Regions from separate parts of the Sus scrofa genome. Here region 1 is linked to region 2. A link is a contact called in public HiChIP or PLAC-seq data. All regions are on one chromosome and are shown on one strand. Each heading gives the region's core, a stretch centred on a gene start, on an enhancer-like site or on the middle of the called end of the contact. The rest is flanking DNA. Distances are from core to core; before and after follow the strand shown.

What was found. HiChIP or PLAC-seq counts read pairs in DNA pulled down with a chosen protein or histone mark.
Region 1: a contact with region 2 is called in an H3K27ac HiChIP or PLAC-seq map of alveolar macrophages. The contact joins the promoter of TIMM10B here to the promoter of MRPL17 in region 2. A contact is called at or near these places in 3 of 47 Hi-C or Micro-C datasets (embryonic fibroblasts, heart right ventricle and liver) and 1 of 2 datasets of contacts at active chromatin or transcription factors (alveolar macrophages).

Annotation. Positions count from the first base shown.
Region 1 is chr9:3,246,036-3,252,895 of Sscrofa11.1, forward strand. It overlaps TIMM10B (mitochondrial import inner membrane translocase subunit Tim10 B), which reads right to left and starts at 3,940. Exons shown (of 3, transcript XM_003357135.4): 1 at 3,795-3,940; 2 at 3,498-3,593; 3 at 2,439-3,301. The coding sequence starts at 3,833. The coding sequence ends at 3,125. ARFIP2 (arfaptin-2) reads left to right here and starts at 3,976. Exons shown (of 8, transcript XM_003357136.4): 1 at 3,976-4,130; 2 at 4,919-5,059; 3 at 5,315-5,411; 4 at 6,131-6,249; 5 at 6,433-6,654. The coding sequence starts at 4,961.
Region 2 is chr9:3,072,213-3,079,317 of Sscrofa11.1, forward strand. It overlaps MRPL17 (mitochondrial ribosomal protein L17), which reads left to right and starts at 3,774. Exons shown (of 3, transcript NM_001244380.1): 1 at 3,774-3,977; 2 at 4,259-4,327; 3 at 5,106-5,647. The coding sequence starts at 3,804. The coding sequence ends at 5,372. LOC106507820 (a long non-coding RNA gene) reads right to left here. Exons shown (of 4, transcript XR_002335515.1): 4 at 3,950-4,039.

The DNA.
Region 1 (6,860 bases), core at 2,690-5,189, 170 kb after region 2:
ATCCAGGGATTTTTAGAAACGTAAACTGATCATCTAGCAACTGAGTGAAGGGATGAGTGAGGTTTCTAGCTTCTGCAGCCGGTGGAGCACCAGGCCCAGCGAGAAACATACTGAGTTGGGATCCCCGCCCCGGCTCCACAGTGTGCAGTAGCTTGAGGTGGGATCTCTTTCCAGACTAGAGACTGAACCCTGGCCGCAGCGGTACAAGCACGCAACTCCAACCACAGGACTACCTCGGAGCTGCCAGGTTGGGATATTCTTGAAACACCTCAGTAGAAATATCAATCAGATGGCTCAGGGGTCAGATCTGAGTCACAGTAACTAAAGCTCGGAGTGGAGATAAAACATTTCCAGAGAGATTATACTCAGAAAGAAACATTTGGATTTAATGGCTGGAGGAGACAAGTCCTACAAAGGAGGCTAAGAAGCTGTGGCCAGAGGTGGCAGCAGTGAGACCACAAGTGGAATCACAGACACTAATGAGAGCGAGATGAGGGACTCGGCAACAGCACCAGACGCCCCTGAGAAGTGAAGGAAGCTGGGGAAACCACCACTGGCTCCAAGCAGGTGAAGGTCCCTTGGTGAGCTGGGGTGACCTCGGGAAGAACTCTTCCAACAGAGTAAAGGCTGCAGAAGTCCAAACAGACTGGGTGGAACGGAAATGCAGAGAAGTCAGAGCTGTAAAAGCAGAAACAAACTGGATGGTGCCCGGGCGGCAGTGGCTTGTTTGCTGCACCGGGCTCTTTAGCTCATTAAGACGCTGCTGAGAAGAATCAGGTGGGGAAACGTCAGCACTCTCCGCAGGAGGGAGGACTGGGATGGAGGCGCAGCAACAGGCACTGGCCTTAAGAGGGACGCCGGTCCTGTTTCGACAGGAGGGAGAGGAGAGAATGACGCAGGTGTAGGTGGGTTTGGGGTTGTGAGAAGTTGCGGGAGCTCCCCACTGACAGCTCCGACATTTGCTAACGAGGTAAAAACAAGGCTACCAGCAAAAAGCGAGGAGACGGTGCAGGTAGAATCCTGGTTTGAAATAGTCACTGCAGGGAACAGGAAAGCTGACTTGAAAAATCTAGTGGGATTACAGGGGCTGAGGCTCCATTTGAAGTTGATAACCACGGATTCACGGTGATATAAATCCTCCCTACACTGACTCCCTTATAAGCCTAAATGCATGCACAGATGGTTCATCTTATCCAAGTCCAACAAAGAGAAGCAAGGACATCTAGCCTATTCCAAGCAAATGGCTAGAATTTAAGCTTGACAGGAATCTAATGACAGGAAGGTGTTAATGGAGAAAAAGTGGAAGCAATGGCCTGACTGCTCCAGTGAAACTTGTGTAATAATTTGTGTGATAAAAGGATAAAGTTTTGTCAAAGCTCATCCTCGAGTTGTGCTTCGAATGTCACACTGCTCTCATTATGTCCATGGGACACTTCACGGGAAGACCTGAAGGAGATTTCAGTGGCTTCTGATACATACTGAATTCTTACCTCCTCATCTCTCAAGTGGGGATAATATCGAAACCAGAACCTATACAAAGTGGGTGCTCAAGAGACGATTTTGAGAAGCAGCCTGGTATAGCAAAGAGAACGACACCAGGCTAGCATAGTTCCCTTAAAGAGATATACTTTAAGTATATCGTAAAGTCAGATCTGCCTTTTGAGAGTCTGCTACCAGAAGAATTCAATATCCTGACCTGTATAGGGGGAGAAAACAACTGTTTTGTGGGTGGTTTCAAGTTTTTTGAAAAAGTACTACTGTGGAAACCAACCAAGCTTTTGTCTAAAAGCTCCCATTTCCATTATAAAAACGAAGCATGATCACCGAAGGGGGAATAGCTGAGGGTGAGGTGGGGGGTTAGGGAGAGCAGTGAAGGTGTAAACAGCTGCCATGGTGATGAGAAGAGCAAACAGACCAGGAACCCTCCAAATGCTATTTGTTGGTAGAGCTTGGTTGCAGCTGGGACTGGGAATATTTAGTGGCATTCACTACACAGCTGTGTTTTCCTCTAGCTGTGTGAATGGAGGACCAGAAAAGTTAAAACAGCTGGACTGGGAGTTCCCTGGTGGCCGAGCAGTTAAGAACTCGGCATTGTCACTGCTGTGGCTTCAGTTTGATCCCTGGCCTGGGAACTTCTGCATGCCATGGCATGGCCAAAAAATAAATAATAATAAGTAAAACAGGTGGAATGATACAAAAAGGACACAAGGGCAGCAAAAAAATTCAGGGATGGAGTGACATGCCACTGAGACTGCTGAATACAGAGGTAAACTCCACAAGGGAGGCAATAATGAGGAAAGAATGGAGAGGCTGGAATTAGAAACCATGGGATAGGCACAGCTGGGACAATGCAGAGTAGGGGGCAGGGCTGGAATTAGGAGATCACAGGCGAGCAGTGAGACAAGAGCGTAACATCCAAAAGCTTTTCCTTTCTTCTGTTTTTTTTTTTTTTTTTTTTTTTTTTTTGTCCCCTTAGCCACCACCCTCTACTTCTGTGGTTTTCTCTCCCTTGAGTCTGACTATAGTGCAGAACATGGCTCCCCAAGTTTTCCCCTGACTGCTCCTGAAGACGAGCACACAGACCTCCTCGGTTTAAAGGATTTACTGCTCAATTTCTGGGAGTATTAAGAAAGTAACAACTTGGGGGAGTGGTTAACGTTCTAGAACACCCAGAAGTCCTATAGGTTTCATCTGTCTGGGGCTACTGACTTTCGAAGAGGTAGTGCCTAAAAGCCCTGTGGTTTCTTAATCCATGGTCCTTAATATCTCTAAGCGAACCATTTAAGTCAGACAGATTTAAGGACAGAGTTCCCATTTTCTCTGCCGTCTGGGCACGAACCAGCGTCTTGTTGCCAATTTTAAAGCTGTACCCACAGACCTTCCTTTAACCAGGTGCCTGGGAATGCTGAGGTTTTCCTTCCACACACAGAAGGCAACTTCTCCCTGCCCAGAATATCAACCGCACAGATTACAGCAGGTTTATTAGCTCCAGGAAAAGGAGCAACAGTACCTAGCTCTCAGGCAACTCCTCATTCTCTACATACAGGCTCCATCTTGCCCAAGGTCCACTGCTCCTTCAACGTGAGGGTCCATCCAGTGCCTCCCTTCTCAGCGTTGAGGACAGCTAGCTGCCAGATGGCGAGGCTTCTGGCTGTTCAGCAGCAACACCTGGCACAGCTGAGGCAGCCTCGTAGTCAGCGATGCGGCGCTGTACCAGGGCAGGCATGAGCTGCACGTAAGCGGCCATGAGGCGGTGGTTGGAATGGATCAGCTTCCCGGCACAGCTGTGCAGACAGGCCTCCTGGAAGGAAGACAGGGTGGAAGTAGAAGCCAAAGGTGTCCAGTCAGGTCCGTTTCCCTCCTTCCCATCCCCAGCCTCAGGGCGGAGGTCGTGGGAAGCCAGGGCCGGACGTAGGGGAATTGACGGGAGAGGGAAGCAGTGCACGGTTAGCTCTGAGGCTCGAGGAGCACTTCCCTACTCAGTTCCCCCACCTAACCTCCTCGGCATCCAGAGCTCGGTGATGCAGGCTGGGCACGCAGCGCTGGAAGCAGAGTTCCGTCATCCGATTGTAGACCAACAGGAAGTCCCGCAACTGGGGAGGAAGGGGGACAAGGAACTCAGCGAAGAGGGGGCCACGTCTCAACTCAAGGCCGCGCTGCCGGCGCTTTCCCAGGACCGTGTACCACGGCCCGTGGTTCCCAGCCCTTGGATGCCTGGCTCTCTGGGGTTTCCGCCATGCGAACAGGGATGCTAGCTGGATGCAGGGCCCTTAAGCGACTTAGCTCCCACTCACGTTTCTCAGCTGCTGCTGCTGCTGCTGTTGCTGTTCCATCACGCCGCCGGCGCACAACCTACGTCACTTCCGTTACAGCTTCTAGGGAACGCCCCGGAAGTGACCTCAATGGCTCCCCAGGGGCAGAGGGGTTGGCTCAAGGAGCGCCCGCCCACCTCCCCGCGACGTCACTTCCGCCCTCATAATCGGCTACGTGGCCGGCTTCTTCTGCCCGGGAGAGGACGTCACTTCCGCCGAGTCCCTGACCTGCTGCTAGGATCGCGACGGGAACTGGATCCCGAGATCCCCGCGCGGCCCGGGCCTGGCGCCCTGAGGGGAAGAGCGGCCCGGCCCGAGGTGAGAGGGACGTGCATGGGCGAGGGCAAGGTGAACGCACGAACCTGACCTGAGGGCAAGATGCTTCTGAGCCCTGGGAAAGGATGAGGACACACCTGACGCCCAGGTGTATGGGGGGAGGGCGGAGACTCACACACCTGGGGAGACCTAACTGACTTTGGAAGGGATCACCTCCCTATGTCCTGGGGCAAAGGGACTTTTCCCCGGGGTCGGGAACTTACACCAACTGATTCAACTAAGGCCTGGGGCGGGGGTGGGGGCAGGAAGAGGGGGTGCATGGGATGGAGGAGGGGGAGACCACCTGCAGGAAAGAGGAGGAGACATTAGAGGAGTGTGAAAGGCCAAACAATGGCGAACATACCTGAACGGGGATAGGCACCTGAGCGCTGGGAAAGGGATTGTCTCCTGATGAGGAGGAATACCTGCGTGGGGATAAGCTGCTTGAGAGCACAGGCTTTCTCTCCATTGCCTCAAATAGTGCGTGGCATGTAGTAGGCACTCATTAAATGTCTGTGGAAGGACTGAATGCATGAATGATCCCTGGACTGCTGGGGGGGTGGGGGTGGGGGGGTCATGAGAACATGACCTCTGGTCAGGCACACCTGAGGCCTGGGTGCCTGTGTGTAAAACTTTGCACCTTGGAAGGGAGAAAGACAAAGCCCCGAGGGAAGAGTGGTGGGCAGACCCCACCACACTGAAGCCCCGGGACGGCCTCTGCAAGGGCAGGGGAGACCTTCCTCTTCGGAGAACTGGCCCGTTTCCAGAACTGTCTGTGTTGGGCTTTGCAGGGCGCTGGGGTGGAGACTTTGACTCCAGTCCCTTCGCTCGCCATGACGGACGGGATCCTAGGGAAGGCAGCCACAATGGAGATCCCCATCCACGGGAATGGTGACGCGGGGCAGCTTCCTGAGGATGATGGGCTGGAGCAGGTGCTTCTGTTTGATTCTTCACATTGTTTCAGTTGAGGAATCCCAACTCTTAAACCCTGAGCTCTCTCCTTCTTCCAGTAGCCTTCCCCCAACTCACCTGATTTCCTTCAGTCTTTTTACCAATCTTTGTTCTGATTCTGTGCAGACTTCCCTTGTGTGCTCTCTCTATGATGCTTCAATCCAAGCTTGTTTTCACCCCCAAAATGCTTCAGCTGCCCATATGTTCCTGAAGCCCCCCTCTTCTCTGGCCTATAGGACCTCCAGCAGGTGATGGTGTCAGGACCCAACCTCAATGAAACCAGCATTGTGTCTGGTGGCTATGGGGGCTCTGGTGATGGACTCATCCCCACAGGTATGAATGATCAGAGCAGGATAGGGCATTGAGTGGAGAGGGGAAGAGGACTGGCTCCAGGGGGCATAGGATACGTCTAAGAAGGCGTGAATCATGTCTGGAGCTCGTGGGAACCTCTGCCAGGATGAACCCGCGGGCATCTCAGCCCAAGGCCCGTTCCCAGGGGTGTCCATCTGCCTCCACTTGCCACTTTGTCCCTCAGATATGCCCACTTGTCCCTTCTCTGCCGTCACTACCTGAGTCAGGCAGAGAACTCTGTTCACCAGGCCTCCCCTGCTCTGGAGCTTGAATCTGATTTGGAGCTTTGAGAGGCTTATCAGAGTCTTACGTTAGACTCTGCTATTTAGAGGAACAAGCAGCCCTGAATCTCGCAGTGACTGGGATCCACATGGGAATGTCAGCCAGGTGTTCGGTTCGAGGGGCGCCCAGCCATGGTCAGCGACCCCATTCTCAGCCTAGTCTCCGCTGTTTCCTCTGCCCCTGCACACGAGCAACCCCTCCCACCTCCCTTTCCAGTCCTCACCTCCACGTCAAAAGGAGGCCAGGTGTATGTTGGGATTGGGTCTCAGGGTCCAAGGCATGAATTCCTCCTAGTGAGTCTCCAGCCCTGCTCCTTCCGGGGCGTCATTTTCATGTGCTGGGAGGGAAGTGTGGGTGGAACCACAGAGGCGTCGGATTGTGTCTGAGAGAGGCTGGTGTCAGAGAACTTGGTCCTTTAGGGTCTGGCCGCCATCCATCTCACAGCGCCCCTCCTGCTGGCCCCGGGGATGAGGTGGCCCGGGGCATCGCTGGAGAGAAGTTCGACATCGTCAAGAAATGGGGCATCAACACGTATAAGGTGGGATTCACGCACCTCCTCCGCCCCCTGAGCTCCCCCGGGTACCTCTTCCCCATCTTGCGGATCCTCCTGTCCCATCATCTCGGGCTGAGACTTGGAGTCTGGGGACGCCGGGGTAGACACTTGCTGCGGGGCAGGGCCGGGCGCCAGGGTCTCTGACCTGTTCCCCCACTTCCCACTCAGTGCACAAAGCAGCTGTTATCAGAGCGGTTTGGCCGAGGCTCCCGGACTGTGGACCTGGAGCTAGAGCTGCAAATTGAGCTGCTGCGTGAGACGAAGCGCAAGTATGAGAGTGTCCTGCAGCTGGGCCGGGCCCTGACAGCCCACCTCTACAGCCTGCTGCAGACCCAGCATGCACTGGGGGATGCCTTTGCTGACCTCAGCCAGAAGTCCCCAGAGCTTCAGGTGCCTTGGGCAGGCCAGAGGGGGAGGGGGGCCTGGGCCCGGGGCCCTCCCAGGCAGTCACCCCTCAGCCTCCCTCCTCCCTCCCTCCTGCAGCCCAGAGGGAGAACCCCTCCAGGGTGGGCCCAGCCCCGCCCCCAGCAGCACTCACCAGTGGAGGCAGCCTAAGGGTTTGTACGGAGGTCCAGAAGTCGGAGGGGGTGGGGGAG
Region 2 (7,105 bases), core at 2,524-5,023:
AAAATACCAGCGTTTTTAGCAACATGGATGGACCTAGGAATTATCATGCTAAGTGAAGTCAGTCAGACAATGAGACACCAACATAAATATATGTGGAATCTGAAAAAAGGACAGACTGAACTTCTTTGCAGAACGGATGCTGACTCACAGACTTTGAAAAACTTATGGCTTCCAAAGGAGTCAGTTTGGGGGGTGGGGGGATGCACCAGGGGTGTGGAATGGAAATCTTATAAAATTGGATTGTGATGATCATTGTACAACTATAAATGTAATAAATTCATTGAGTAATAAAAAAATTGTTATCTTCAATATTCTAGTGATTCAAGTGTGGGAAACCCATTTTAACTGAGCCTAATATAATCACAGTTCCATCTAATACCAGAGACAGGTTCTGTCTTTGTTCAATTTTTCCTAGAACACTGGATCCAAAGAGGTGTTTAGACCCTGACCTGAGGAGGGAAAAAAATCCAGAAGGAGATAGTCCCTGTACTTCCAGACATTCAGGATTCTAGGGATAGAAACAAAAGTTGGCTTGGGGTCCAATCAACAACCGTTTCTCACCATCATCACTAAATCCCTGATTGAACACTCACTGAGCTCCCTGTACTGGCTCCCAGGGCATCACTTCATGAAGACATCAGCAGGATGGGATGCAGTCAGAGTAAAGGAAAAAGCCTGTTTATCTACTTACAACACTTCTGACATGCAAGCAATTCTCCTACTCTCAAAATTTCCCAAAGCCAGTGGGTACCAAGGGTTGGGAGGTGTAAGTAGCCTGCCCCAATGCAAGCATAAGAAGGTGAATTGTCTGTAAAGAACTTTAAAACAGTAATAAAACTAACTATAAGTCAATCTGACTTGTATCACATCTACTAAATAGTGTTAGTGATACAATAACCCTCAAACAAAAGCCTTTTATTGGTCTAAATTATAAACAGCCAATATGGTTACTGTTGCATTATAATAAAATATATGCAGGCTTCAAACTATCACTTTTTAAAACTAATCCACTAAAACATATTTTATTCTTCATGAATGCTAATCTGAAAAACTATCAGTTACACAGATTCAGCCACATAATATCACTTTTTATAGTAAATTCATAACAATTTGTGATCTTTCAAGCTCACTTTAGGCACATTTTGTGCCTCCGACCCTTGTGGTAGAACATAACCCTGCTCCCAAAACTATAAATTTAAAAGAAACAATCCTGGAGTTCCCGTCGTGGCACAGTGGTTAACGAATCCGACTAGGAACCATGAGGTTGCGGGTTCGGTCCCTGCCCTTGCTCAGTGGGTTAACAATCCGGCGTTGCCGTGAGCTGTGGTGTAGGTCGCAGATGCGGCTCGGATCCCGCGTTGCTGTGGCTCTGGTGTAGGCCAGTGGCTGCAGCTCCGATTGAACCCCTAGCCTGGGAATCTCCATATGCCGCAGAAGCGGCCCAAGAAATAGCAAAAAGACAAAAAAAAAAAAAAAAAGTAAAAAATAATAAAAATTAAAAAATAATAAAAAATCCTATTTGTATAAGATTTTTCTCTTTCTTGAATTTTTTTTACATAAAGGTAAAGTTTCAGACTAGGTAAATCAGACACAAAAATAACTGCAAACAGCCAGAATGTGCCTGAAACAATATACAATAAGACACTATGGTTTAAAATTCCTTGAACGTCAACCCACAAAAACTGTAGAGAAAGCCATTAATTATGCAACAACAAAATGTAAGGAAACTGACATAGAAAAAAAAGAATCAAAGTTTGAATACTGCCAGGAGAACAGACAAGAGATGATGGTCTCACATAACCAAAAAAATAAGGACAAAGTCTGACACTGTTCTGTATGTTTTCACCACAAGGACATGCCTTTTAAAGCAATGGATCAAATAACACCAGGGTCAATTTTCATTTGCTCTGACTTCTGAGAAGAACAAAATTTTCCCAAGTCTTTATGAATAGAAATTTATGATGAATTTTCAGATGATGATATTAACAGTGGAATGTGAAGATAACTGAAAGCTGTAAAAATTGATCCCAAAAATGGAGCTCCCGTCGTGGCTCAGTGGTTAATGAACCCGACTAGTATCCATGAGGACCCAGGTTCGATCCCTGGCCTTGCTCAGTGGGTTAAGGATCATGAACTGTGGTGTAGGTCGCAGCTTGGATCCAGCATTGCTGTAGCTGTGGTGTAGGCTGGCAGCTATAGCTCCAACTCAACCCCTAGCCTGAGAACCTCCATATGCAACAGGTGTGGCCCTTAAAAAAAAAAAAAAAAAAGACAAAAAAAGTAATTGATCCCAAAGGAACAAGGCACAGACAACATTGTAATTTCTGGGGCTTATTGTGAAGTGCAGTGTGTATAAATCTCTACCAACATATCCATATGTTTAAGACTTTTTGTATTTGTATGTGTGTTACTTCCAACAAAAGAAACTTCAAAATTAAAATTAACAAGCCTTCTCTGCTAACCTAAGAGAAAGACAGAACAACAAATCTAAATATGCGTTATCAAAAAAATATGTAAATGAACCTGTCCACTGGCTGCATTCTCTGAAGGATCCAGGGAACAATCTGTTCCAAACCATGCTCTTAGTTTCTGAGGTTTGCCAGAAAACCCTCGACTTACAACTGGACAGCTCTGCTCTCTGCCTTCTCCGCCACATGGTATCCCCCCTGTGGGTCACTGTCTCTCCTTATAGATTCTTTTTCTGAGACATCAGGCATTTGGGATTAGGCCCCCACCCCAGCCCAGTAAGACTTGATCTTAACTAATGACATCTGATCTGCAGGGCTCTATTATTTTTCGTGTTTTTTTGTTTTGTTTTGTTTTTTGGGTTTTTGTTTTGTTTGTTTTGTTTGTCTTTGGTCTTTTTAGGGCCACCCCTGCAGCACATGGAGGTTCCCAGGCTAGGGGTCGAATCAGAGATGTTGCCACCGGCCCACACCACAGCCACAGCAACAGGGGATCCAAGCCACATCTGCGACCTACGCCACAGCTCACGGCAACGCCGGATCCTTAACCCACTGAGCGAGGCCGGGGATGGAACCCGCAACCTCACGGTTCCTCGTCAGATTCGTTGACCATCGAGGCCACGAAGGGAACGCCAGGGCTCTATTTCACTTTTAAAAGGGCACCTCCTGAGGCCCAGAGGGCGGGGCAGGAGGTGTGGGACGGGGTAGGACCCGGCTCCCCCTTTGCGGAGGGGACGAGGGAATCCACAAGCAGCTGTGACGAAGGCACCGCCAATCGGCAGAGCCGCAGCGGTGCTGAAATTCTTCTGGAACTGGGATGACGGCACGCCTTCAAAGAAAAGTTTCGCCGTCTGGGTCTCTTTCCTCTCAGTGTTATTCCACTCACGGCACCACGACCACGGAAAACAAGTTTCTTTAACAAGGGACCGCTCAGGGGGTCAGACCTCGCCGCGGCCGGGGGCGGGCAGGGCGCCAGCGCGAGAGACCGCGACCCGCCCGGCGCCTTCCCCTCAGGTACTCACTTTCCGAGCCGGCTGCAGGCGGAGCTTCCAGCGCCCTGCAGGACGACGGGCGCAGCACGCGAGAAACCCGAGGCCGGCTCCCTCACACCAGGCGGCGCTCCCGGGCCGGAGCCGCGCCGCCCGCCTCCTCAGGGAGAGGTCGACGCCCCTTCCCCGCCCTCCCCCAGGCTGCCAACGAGGCAGGCTCCGCTACACATGCGCAAACACGTCCGCCACGCACCTGCCTACGGCGCATGCGTCCTCCCGGCTCCGCCTCTCCGCGCACCTCGCGGAGCTTCCGGTTCCGGCCTCCCGGGGGCGGGGAGAAGTCGGGACGATGCGGCTGTCGGTGGCCGCCGCCATCTCCCACGGCCGCGTCTTCCGCCGCCTGGGCCTTGGTCCCGAGTCCCGCATCCACCTGTTGCAGAACTTGCTTACGGGACTGGTGCGACACGAACGCATCGAGGCGTCATGGGCACGCGTGGACGAGCTGAGGGGCTACGCGGAGAAGGTGAGCGGAGGGACCCTCTTGCTCCGGTCAGGTCGGGCCTCCGGGGGCGGGTCCGGCGGGAGCTGGGGAAGAATTGAGACGCCTCGTAAGCCCTGCGCGAGGTCTCAGTCCGCGAGTACCGCGAGCCGAGTCCACCCCTCTGACCCGCACGTGGAAGGCCGGTGAGGCCCGCCTTATCCAGACGCTTTGCTCGTAGCATGATGCGTTGCAGTCTGGCATTCGGGAGGTAAGATGGGCCCCCTTTTCTTGCTCGGGTTGAGTAAGTTCTTGTGTCCTCGCAGCTCATCGACTATGGGAAGCTGGGAGACACCAACGAACGAGCCATGCGCATGGCTGACTTCTGGCTCACGGTGAGCGCATCCTGTCTCCCACATGTCTTCCTTGGCTCCTTACGTCGGAGGGGTTGTTAGAGGAGAGGGAACCGGGCAGAAATAAGCTTAGTCATGCCATGCCCTTAAGGACAGATGTAAACTAGAGATGTGTGTCCTGAGATCATTGAATTCAACGGGAATCTGAATCTACACAACTGCCTGTAACTAATCCCCTCTGTGTTTTTCTTGCCTCTTTTAAAAAAAAATTTTACTAGAGTTGATTTACAGTGTTGTGCCAATTTCCGCTGTTTAGCAAAGTGACCCAGTCTCATGTATATGTGGGAATCTATATATATATATATCCTCCTTCTTATATTTTCTTTTTTTTTTTTGTCTTTTTGCCTTTTCTAGGGCCGCTCCCGCGGCATATGGAGGTTCCCAAGCTAGGGGTCCATTCGGAGCTGTAGCCGCCGGCCTACACCACAGTCACAGCAACGCCAGATCCTTAACCCACTGAGCAAGGCCAGGGACCGAACCCGCAACCTCATGGTTCCTAGTCGGATTCGTTAACCACTGCGCCACGACGGGAACTCCTCTCCTATATTTTCTTCCATCGTGGTCTACCCAAGAGACTGGGTATAGTTCACTGCGCTATACAGTACCCTCTGTCGTTTTTGACAACACACAGAAGTTCTCCGTGAGGAAGTTTCGGGCAGGGTGTTGGTGTTTGGACCCTACCTTTGAGAATGCTGAAAGTGAAATTTCTCTACAGTGTGTGCCTGACTCTCTGCTCTCTCCTGGATAACTCCCCCTCTAGGAGAAAGACTTGATCCCAAAGCTGTTTCAAGTACTGGCCCCTCGGTTCCAAGGTCAGAATGGGGGCTACACGAGAATGCTGCAGATCCCAAATCGGAATGAGCAGGATCGGGCCAAGATGGCAGTGATCGAGTATAAAGGGAACTGTCTGCCACCTTTGCCCCTGCCTCGCAGGGACAGCAACCTTACACTCCTAAACCAACTACTCCAGGGACTGCGGCAGGACCAGGAAGCAAGCAGCCACACAGCTCAAACACCAGCAGTTTAACTGGAGCCAAGAGTGTGCAGCCCTCATCAGTGCCCAGGATCCCAGGGCTTGGGAGCCTTTTAATCGCTAAGAACTGGAGCTAGCCTTGTAAAACAGACCATCTTATTGGAGCCCAGAACCTTCTGGGAGCCAGATAATCTTTGCAAAATAGATCAAGTTCCTTGTATGAGTATATGTAAACTGATTTTTTTCTCCCCTCGGGATTTCTGGAGAACCAGAACACGCTCGGTCTCTGTGAGACAGTAAATTCATGGTGCTTGTTTCTGGCTCTTAAATCTGGGTTGAGTTGGCACCGTTTTCTTTTTCTTAATGCCAGATTATGTGGGATGTGTATCCTGTAACTCCAGCCTGGCCCCCAAAGGTGATTTGAGTTTTAATATCTAACACATAGACACTGAGCCCCTGCGAATTCTTAGAGAAAGATGACTTCCTCACGGGTGGGAGAGTGAACACCTAGAAGCAAACTTTCCAAAATAATCTGGTACCCTAGGAACCTTCAGGGAACACTCTAGCCATTCCTCGGTTTCTAGGCAGGAGCACGTACGCTTATGTCTCCCTTCAGTCTCTGAACGGGCCTCAGGAGACGACTCAAGAACCCAGATGTGCCACCACCCTGGCCAAGTAAGTGGAAGCATTCAATAGAGGGTGCTGATCCAGGATAAGCTCCTTCCTCTTGGGGTGGGAGTGGAGGGGTGAAGGAGAGGGGTGAAGCGGGAGGAAGATTAGCAAGTTAAACCTGTGGGAATTTCCTGGACGTTTTCATTGTTGTCAAATCCGAGCCTCTCTGGGAATTCAGAAAAGGGAAATCCGGCTTCAGGATGGTCAGGTCATGAGAAGTAGGAAGCCCCTTTTTGTGCACTAATTACTACGAAGCCAGCCCCGCCAGGCTGCCCGTCCCTCCCTCTCAGGCTTGACGAGGGTGGTAGTCCTGAGAAGACGGAGTATGAACCCTGACTGAACACTTGATAGGTCTCATCTCTAAAGAGATTCTAATATTTTGGCATATATAAGAGAACATGAATCCTAGAACATTCACCAAAGGCTCGGATAACACAAGGGAAACAATGCAGCAGTTTTACTAATCTGGCCTATAAATGGTAACTTTTCACCTCAATTGGTGGAATATGTCCTCAGGTCCATCTAAGCACCTCCTTAATAAATTCTTCACTCCCAAGAAGAGGGCCCAGATACACTGACTACTTTCAAAGGTTGTCTTGAACTCCGGTTCTCTACTACACGGGTCACAGGGACATCCATGCCCCTCAAAAGATAAACTTAATTCCAGCCTCAACAGCTCGATGACAGCATCCACAGAAGACACACCTACAAAAGCCAGGGACAGTTGCCTCGCCCTCAACTAGAGTCAAATCAGCAGGTCATGTTTTTTATTTCCATAATGTTTCTCACATCTGTAGTCCCCTCTCCCGTGTCTGAAATCCAGTACCCTGGATTATCACAACAGCCTCTAACTGCCCTCCCTCCATACTGCAGCCAAGGTGATAGGAATCTGCTGTGGTTTTTTTTTTGGGGGGGGGGCCTCTTTTCTAGGGCTGCAACCGCAGCACATGGAGGTTCCCAGGCTAAGGGTGCAATCGGAGCTGTAGCCGCCAGCCTACACCACAGCCACAGCAACACAGGATCCGAGCTGTGTCTGCAGCCTACACTGCAGCTCACGGCAACACCAGATCCTTAACCTGCTGAGTGAGGCCAGGGATCGAACCCGCAACCTCATG